Regions from separate parts of the Gossypium hirsutum genome. Here regions 1 and 3 are each linked to region 2. A link is a contact called in public Hi-C data. All regions are on one chromosome and are shown on one strand. The core of a region is the stretch at or near the end of the contact, and the rest is flanking DNA. Distances in the headings are between cores, read along the strand shown.

Evidence for each region. Hi-C and Micro-C count contacts between places; a contact is called where the count stands out from the background.
Region 1: a contact with region 2 is called in a Hi-C map of leaf, with 3 times the contacts expected there. The contact joins the promoter of LOC107903978 here to the promoter of LOC107903974 in region 2. A contact is called at or near these places in 6 of 34 Hi-C or Micro-C datasets (callus and leaf).
Region 3: a contact with region 2 is called in a Hi-C map of leaf, with 1.8 times the contacts expected there. The contact joins the promoter of LOC107903807 here to the promoter of LOC107903974 in region 2. A contact is called at or near these places in 3 of 34 Hi-C or Micro-C datasets (anther, leaf and petal).

Annotation. Positions count from the first base shown.
Region 1 is chrD05:46,862,292-46,865,221 of Gossypium_hirsutum_v2.1, reverse strand. LOC107903978 (putative potassium transporter 12) reads right to left here and starts at 1,263. Exons shown (of 9, transcript XM_016830215.2): 1 at 408-1,263. The coding sequence starts at 671.
Region 2 is chrD05:46,701,576-46,704,396 of Gossypium_hirsutum_v2.1, reverse strand. LOC107903974 (E3 ubiquitin-protein ligase RHA2A) reads right to left here and starts at 1,264. Exons shown (of 1, transcript XM_016830211.2): 1 at 61-1,264. The coding sequence starts at 1,020. The coding sequence ends at 388.
Region 3 is chrD05:46,564,131-46,566,830 of Gossypium_hirsutum_v2.1, reverse strand. LOC107903807 (fructose-bisphosphate aldolase 3, chloroplastic) reads left to right here and starts at 1,427. Exons shown (of 6, transcript XM_016829975.2): 1 at 1,427-1,769; 2 at 2,373-2,642. The coding sequence starts at 1,605.

The sequences.
Region 1 (2,930 bases), core at 14-2,513, 160 kb before region 2:
AGTCTGTTGGACCCTAATCATTTTCTCCTCTAGAAAGTAAAGGTTTAGGTACTAATTCCTCTCAACCGTTGATCGAAAGACACTATTTTCTCTATATACCAACAAGAAAAAACTTGCCCAAATTTGTAGTCCATATAAAAGTCATAAATGAGCCAAGTTGAGCCAAATGAATATAACAGAAACTTGAGGACCCTTCAATCACAGCACTTGCTAGAGCAATGAGTCTAATGAATCTCTTCCCACTGCTGAACTCATTTATATATCAGAAGAGTATATATCAGAAGTTGAAAAATAGAGCTGTTCCAAGAATTAACATTGAAGAGTAAAAGAAACAAAAAGCATTATCATATGCAAATATCTTCGAAGTGCAGAATCTTCACGAAATGGAGATAAAACAAATTCAATACCTTAGGGTGGTGACCATGAGTACCAGCAATCTCCATGGCTTCAACATCAAATGAATCAACTCTTTTGGGCTTCTTAACCAGTCTCCTCCTCAAAGATCCATACCCTTCTTTGGCTTCGTTATCATCAAACAATGACAAAGGAGGTGACTCTGAGTCCACCTCACTACCATCCACCCACCTTGACTCGTTCACCCCTCCACCACTGAAAGTTCTACCCCTCAGTCTCACGCGGCTACTCTCTTCAATCCGATCTTCTTCTTCCATATCCCCTCGAATACCCACTTCAAAAAGGGCCTCCTTGTCTGTAAAAAGACTTCCTTTTTTTCTGGAGGATAAGATAAGAAAAGCCTCAGCCAATCAAATCTTTGTGAAGAAAAAAGAAAATACTACCCTTCGTATGTCTAGTGCTTCTTCTTCAGTCTCAGGATTCAGTCTCCTGTTTTCTCCTAAGGTCAATAACTTGATATGGGGGTGTTGTTCTTAACTCCTTCAGTGGGTCCCCTTCTGAACTTATTGCAGAGACCAGAGCAATTATTAGTTAGGATAGGACAGCAAAGGCTACTAAATATAATTTTTAAGAATAAAAGGATATACACGGCTAAGTTCAATGTTTTTTTTTTTTTTTGCCGGGGGATTACTTTTTCGTGGGAGTCTGACACAATGTAATTAAGGGATGCCAAGAATTTCAGACAAAAAAAAAAGGAAGAATGTAACTGTTGAGTAGGATGATTATTACAAGTAATGTTAAGCGTTGCTGTCTTGGCTGGCTTTTGGTGACGATGAAAGGATTAAGGCAATCAACGACTCATTGAGTTATTTGTTTTATATTCTGGGTTTTGTGCTAAAAAAAAGGTCATGTTCAAAATTCGATTTATTTCAATTTTAATTTAATCGCAGTGTTTTGATGATAAACACAAAGAAACGACCTTCCAGTATAACCTATAAAAGGAATGCTATTGGCGGATAATTGCAGCAATGGTGGGACAAAGACAAATTTATGTTTCCTTCCTTACTCCACATGCTACATCTTAAACCTAATGGTTCATTTGAACGAGGGTGGGATACATTTCGATAATATTAAAATAGTGACTGCAGTAAAATTAATTACTTTAAAGATGAAATTAGATATTATAATAATAAAATTAAAATTAATTAATTACAATTGTTATGATGAGGTGAGAATAAAAATAATAAGGATATTAAATGAAAATATGTATTAATATAAATAATAAATTATCCTTTGTCTAAAATTGAAAATTTGTTTGATCAACTTGAAAGTTTTCAAAAGAGTATTTGATGGTCACTAAACTAACTATAAATACGACTAAGGCAAGCGCATCTATCGAACAATAGTATAGTTATGGTGAGTAGGGAATATTGTATCCACGAGGACTAAAAGTACTAGTAATTACCGTTTTTCTATTATTTAGCCGACAAATTGGGGTGATTGTTTTTAATCTAAATTTACTAATCTAATTTAACTAAGAAAGACAATACTCAGGAAAGAATCCACCTAGACTTCACATACTATTCTAAATCTGAATTAAACGATTTATTCACTTGTTCTCTATAACAGTACGTTTTTCAGTGAAATCGAAACAGTGGTTTCGGGATCACAAATCTGAGTCAGGAAGAAATTTTATTTTAATATTAATGCATGGTCTGCATTATGATAGGAAAGACGTATGAAAATTTTGATAAGAAAATTTTACTGATTTCATGTTTAATTGTCAGTAAGGACTAAATTGTATAAAGTGCAAAAGTTGAATTCTATTAGCTAGAGGGATTAAATAGCTATAGAATTCAAAATTTGAGGTCCTTGTAAGGAAAATAGACCATTAAGAGAAGTTAGTAGATATTTATGATGATTCATCCATGGAAATTTAAGAAAAGAAAAGGACTAAATTGGAAAGTGGGAAAAATAAAAGATGATAGTTAATTAAAAGATAAAAGTATCATTTTATATCATCATCTTCCCCAAAATTTTCTATGGAAACCCTAATTAAGAGAGAACTTCAAGCAAGCTTAATTGCGTAAGTAATCATGTCACCTTTTTAGAAATTTTTACATTTCCTAGATCATAATAACTTAATCTATCTATTTTGGGGATCAATTTGCAAAGTTATCAAAGTATTAAAATTTTTCCATGGATAAGTATGCTAAAATTTTGAAATTTATGGTAAAAAATGAAAGGTTGTTGATAGATAAACAACTTTTGTAAATGAAATTTTCATGAAATTGTGATTTAGGGATTTAATTAAAAAGATGTAAAATTCATGGAAAAATTCTGAATTTTGTGAAATACATGGACTGTTATTGTTATATGAAAAATTCAGTTAGTCTTGGAATAAGGATTAAATTGCATGAATTTCATTTTCTGATCCTAGTGATGAAATCGTCATTTATTAAAAGTATAGAGGCAAAATGGTAATTTTGCTTAGGATGTGAATTGGATTGAATTGAATATGAAATGTGTTAAATTGTTGTTAAATTCATTTATATAGATCCAGAAAGATCAAATAA
Region 2 (2,821 bases), core at 15-2,514:
AATTAATAAGATTACCATAAAAGTAAAATCATAAAGCATCTTTACCCTCACTACTTCATGTAAATAAATAGCAATCTGATATTGATAATTTGTACACCAAGATAACTATTTTCTTATTGGACAAAAAAATACAAAAAAGTAAATAAAAAAGGACTATTTACAGCAGTGAAAAAGAAAATTCTTCAAAAAATTTCTAAGGGAAAAAAAACCCTACGATGGAGAAAAAGGGTTCTAAAAAGAAAAAGAAAAATAGTTGTAAGAAAGAAAGTTGAATGACAACCCTCTCAAAACAAATAGTTGAAAACAAAATAATATCCAATCCAGCCGGAACCTAAGAAAGGGGGGGCCAAAAATACCAGAATTTCTAAAATCTTGGTCGGAATCTAATTAACCCAAAGAAAACCAGGCAAGCAAATCTTCACCGACGCGTCTCCGCGTGAAACCGACGCGCTGATCGATTTTGAGAGGGGATCGACAAACCGGGCAGTTAAATTTTAGTTGATCAAGCCAACCATCAAAGCAATCCTTATGAAATACATGGCAGCAATCGAGCTTCCTCACCTGCTCCCCATCTCTTAGGCTGCACAAGCACACAACACAATCAGAGCCCTTTCCTCCCGCGCCGCCACAGTATTTGTAGGAGAAAGCCTTGTTTAAGTTGAGCTGCTCGGCGAGTACGATGAGACTGGCGAGGCCGGAGCCAAGGACTCCAACATCGTCGATGGTAGTGGGCTGGTCTGGGCAAGGGAGAAGGCCAATCAAATGGAGGGAACCAAAGAGGAGTCTTCGGAGATAACCGACGCAGTTAGCGATTATTGCTACGAGAAGAAGCGGGATCGAATCTGAGGACACGTCGCTCAGCTGGCTTTGTAATCCCATCTTTCTTATTTTAGTTTCAGAAAATGTGGAAGTGGATTTGTAGAAAAAGAGTAGTAATATGTAATATGTGTGTGTATATATATTTATAAGCTGAAAGGTGGAATGGAAGAGATTAGATTTTATATAGAGAAATAGAAGCATACAGCGATAAGAAAGAAGAAAAGAAGAAAGAGATGATGTAGGGAAAAGAAGAGGAGAGGAGAGGAGCGGCTAAAGAACGGGAGATTAGGGCCATGTGTGGTGGGGTCCGCTTGTTGAAATTGTTTATTTTCTTTTTCCTTTTTCCTTTTTCCATGCTTTAATACTAACTTCGTTCTATACATCACAAGCTGTGTATTTCTGTATTCCTATTCTTATTCTTTATGTAACTTGGGATTTAATTTTTCATTCATCTATCTATTCTTCTATTATATATTTATATAATATTTTGAAAACCCAACAATTTATGATCTCCTATTTGTATTATTTTTATATTTTTTATGATTAGCAGTTATATTGTCTTTACACTTAACATGGGTCGGGACACCCATTCAGTCTCGAAGGTCCGCCTGAAAAGTGAAAGGATTTCGGCAAAAATATGGGCCCAAAAAATTAGTTTGGATAAAAAATAAGGCCTGTTTCTAAATCGGTCAGGCGTCGAATAAGAATTTTTTGCCCAAACTCGACCCGATTTGTCTAAAAGTTTTTTTTTTGCTGTTGTTTGTTGTTGTTTTATTACCATTTTGCTATTATATTATTACTATCTTATTGTTATTGTTTAGATATTGTATAACTCTTGTTTTATTGTTAATTTTCCTACAATTTTAGAGGCATTTGTTTGTTAAGTTGAAACTATTAGTGTTAACAAGTATCAATACTTTTTCTAATATATTTTAAATTTGTTGTGAAACATTTATTTTAATATTTTTAGTATATTTGATGTATTATATTTTTTAAATTTATTTTTATATAAAAATAATATAAAATTTTAATACGGCCAGGTCAAATTGGACTCAAGTTTAGTATTTTTTATTTGGACTAAGCTTGGATAAAATTTTAGACTCATTTTTTAAGTCAAGTCGAGCCCAAACTTAAGAAATAGACCTAAAATTTGACATCGACCTAACTCGACTCATGATCTAAGTTTAATTCTCTCTGCAATTATTAGGTTTACTTCATTGATGATAAGTTTAACCCACTTAAATTCCGTTTATTTCAATCAAATAAAAGAGAAAAATTGAACTGATTATAATCTTGTAAAATTCCAATTCCAATTTAATATGATATGAAAATATGTTACATGACACAATATTATTGGTCAAAGTATTGGTCAGCTCCATATTATATTGAGATTATTAAATTAGTCTTATTAAAAAATTAACTTTATCTTTTTTTTTGAATTATAATAATAGGGTAAACTCGAATATCTTTTTCTTTTTGAATTACAATAACAGGATAAAATTCTAACAACTAACGCAACTAGCACGACTCGAACCCAGGTTATACTTAAGGTGATGAACACCATTGACTATCAGGCCATCACATAGAGTTTAATTTACTTCAATTTCTAAAATAAAGTATCTTATAAGTAAAATAATTCATAAATGAATTTGGTTTGAAGAGGTATGTTTTGTTTTGATTGCAACTTATGCATTTCAGGTTGGATATGTGATATAAAGAAGAAAACATTTTCAAGCGATTAATTAGTGTGTGTATATATATAATTGTAGTCCTCAAATATGGACATAGAAATGTATGTTGGTGGGAGTGTGACCCAAATAAGTGGGAGATCAGAAGCACATGCAATGCACCATTTACCATAAACATGGTTACCTTTTGTCCAACTAATTGAATATATATAATCAGATGTCATAAATAATTCTAAAACCTAATTCATCAACATTAATTAATATTCATGTGTGTTCACACTTTAGACAACAGCGCACAAAATGCTAAAGGGCTA
Region 3 (2,700 bases), core at 178-2,677, 140 kb after region 2:
TAGAGGTTTGCAAATGACTTTCTCTAGGTTTTCTTTGGTGTACATTCGAGAGGAAGAAGAAGAAAAACAAAGATGACAAGCACTAAGTTGTCTTTTTTACTTTGGTTAAAATTAATTAACCTAGTTTTATTTACTTAACCTTAATCGATTTAAGCCTTAAGCATAATTAACCCAAGTGAGTGGAATCTAACATCATCCACCACCACTTGGCCATTTAGAAATGGTCTAATTACATATCTAGTCCTTTGGCTATTTAAAAATTTATAGTGATAAACTTTTATAATTTAGTCCTTCTACCTTAATTAACTATCAATTCAACAAAATTACCAAACCAAACTTTAATATATTTCTATACTAGCCTCGTAAATATTAAATATTAATATTTACGACTCGATGTACGAGAATGGGGTTCTGAAATCGTCATCTCTAAACCACTGAAAATTGGCTTGTTACACATAATAGGGGTTGAATTATTTAATTATTCTTGAAAGCTTATATTGTTGTACGAGTAACTATTTATGTGTAAACTTGAAATATAATATTTAAGATTATTGGTTGAAATAGGGATTTTGTGGGGGATTTTTTCATAGGATCAAGAAATTATAAATAGGTATTTTGAAAAGAAATTATAAATAAGAGAAAAAAACAAAGCAAGAATCGAACTTGCTTGGCGAATTCCCTTTTTCAATTTCTTATTCTCTTATGGTTAACTGGATGAGTGTTAATCCTCTTAATTTAGTGTTTTAATAGATAAAGAGATGGCATGGGATGTCGCAAATGGGGTTGGTCAACAATGGAGGCGGTGATGTTTGTTGATGGGTTTGATTTAGTTGACAGTAGGAATGCTTCTAGTTATTGGTTCTCGGTTTAGGTTGGGTTATGGAGTATATTTATCAAGGTTAAGAGTGGAGTCTCGAATGGTGGTGAGGATGGAGTTAAGATTGATCTTTGGGTTTCATTTTGGATAAAGTAGAAAAAAAATAGTCGGGTTGGAAGAGGGAATAAAGTAAACAAACGGTTAAGAAAAAGATGTATTTAATTATGTGGCCTTGACGTGGATAACACGTCAACATTTAACAATAAAATTGTGCCAAGCGTATTTTCGTTACACCTCTAATGGTGGATAACGACACAGTGATTAAAATGTTACAAAATGATAGCATTAATGATTAAATTATAATAAATTAAAATTAAGTGACTATAACATAAACTTAATAAAACGTAAGTGACTATTTTATAGTTTATACAAGATAATAAAAACTGTAGAAGTATTTTGCAAAATATTAAAGTGAAATGTTAAAATTGAGGGTAAAAGGTCCAAAATGAAATATGAAGGACAAAGGCTGAAAGGGTAAAATCAAAGTGGGCAATGTAGTAAATGTAGGATTATAAAGAACTGTTTGGTAACGCCGCGTGTTTCTGTCTCATCGTAAACATTCAACTCCCCACTTCCGGATTTTCCTAGGCAAAAACAGTATATATAAAAACAACAACCCAAACGTGACTCTAAGCCTCTCCCCACCTAACCCACCTGCCCTTTTCTTTGTAATAATCGAACTCCCCTCTCGTCCTCTTTCCCGATTTGTCTTCTTCATTGCCCCACCATGGCATGTGTTAGCTTTGCTAAACTCAACGCACCGTCATCCTCTTGGATCGGTGGCCAGCAGTCTCTCCCTCAACGCTCCGGATCATCCGCTCGGCTCGCCACTCGCAGAGTCTCACTCCCGATCCGTGCTGGCGCTTACACCGACGAACTCATCAAAACCGCCGTTAGTGTTTTCTTTGTTCTCTTTTATGTTTCTACTAGATTATTTCATATGATTTTTTATTAGAATTTTTTTTGTTGGCTAAAGATCTATCATTAGTCGTGAAATCCAATTATTTTTCTTTAACCTGTAAACTGTGATTCAGTTTTGCTTGTAAATCAGTTGCATCTGCGATGAAATAATTATAAAAATGATTTCGTTATTTTATATATTAGTATTTGTTTTCATATATAAAAATTCTGGTTTTCTGTGTCTTTCCGTGACTACAGGAAGCTTTAAGATATTGATGGAGTTCCTTTCTAAATACGAAGTTTGATTTATGACTCCTTTAACTAGGGACATTATAGCTGTTCTTTTTCATTGATGCTTGATGGAGACATGGAGATTTAAAATTTTAAATAGCCGGGTGCAGCACAATATTACTTTCATTATTTACTGCAATTAATCGCAACAATATTTATTACGTTTGATACTGTGACCGATTTGCAATCATAATTTGAATCCACGAATGGAGAATTATATGAGAGAATTTTTGGGTTGGCGAAGTTGCCTGGTGAAAGGAAACTGTGATAAATTGTTTTCTATTTGTTTCTTTCTATGGTGTAGAAAACTATTGCTTCACCTGGTCGTGGAATACTGGCAATTGATGAATCGAATGCAACATGTGGGAAGAGATTATCTTCTATTGGCTTAGACAATACTGAACCCAACCGCCAGGCTTACAGACAGCTTCTGCTCACAACTCCTGGCCTCGGAGAATATATTTCCGGTGCCATTCTTTTCGAGGAAACACTTTACCAGTCAACTACAGATGGGAAGAAGTTTGTTGATGTCTTGCACGACCAGAAAATCGTACCTGGCATCAAAGTAGATAAGGTGACACTACCGAATTTCTACATTTATATGCGTATGAATTCCTTTTGGGGTACTCATT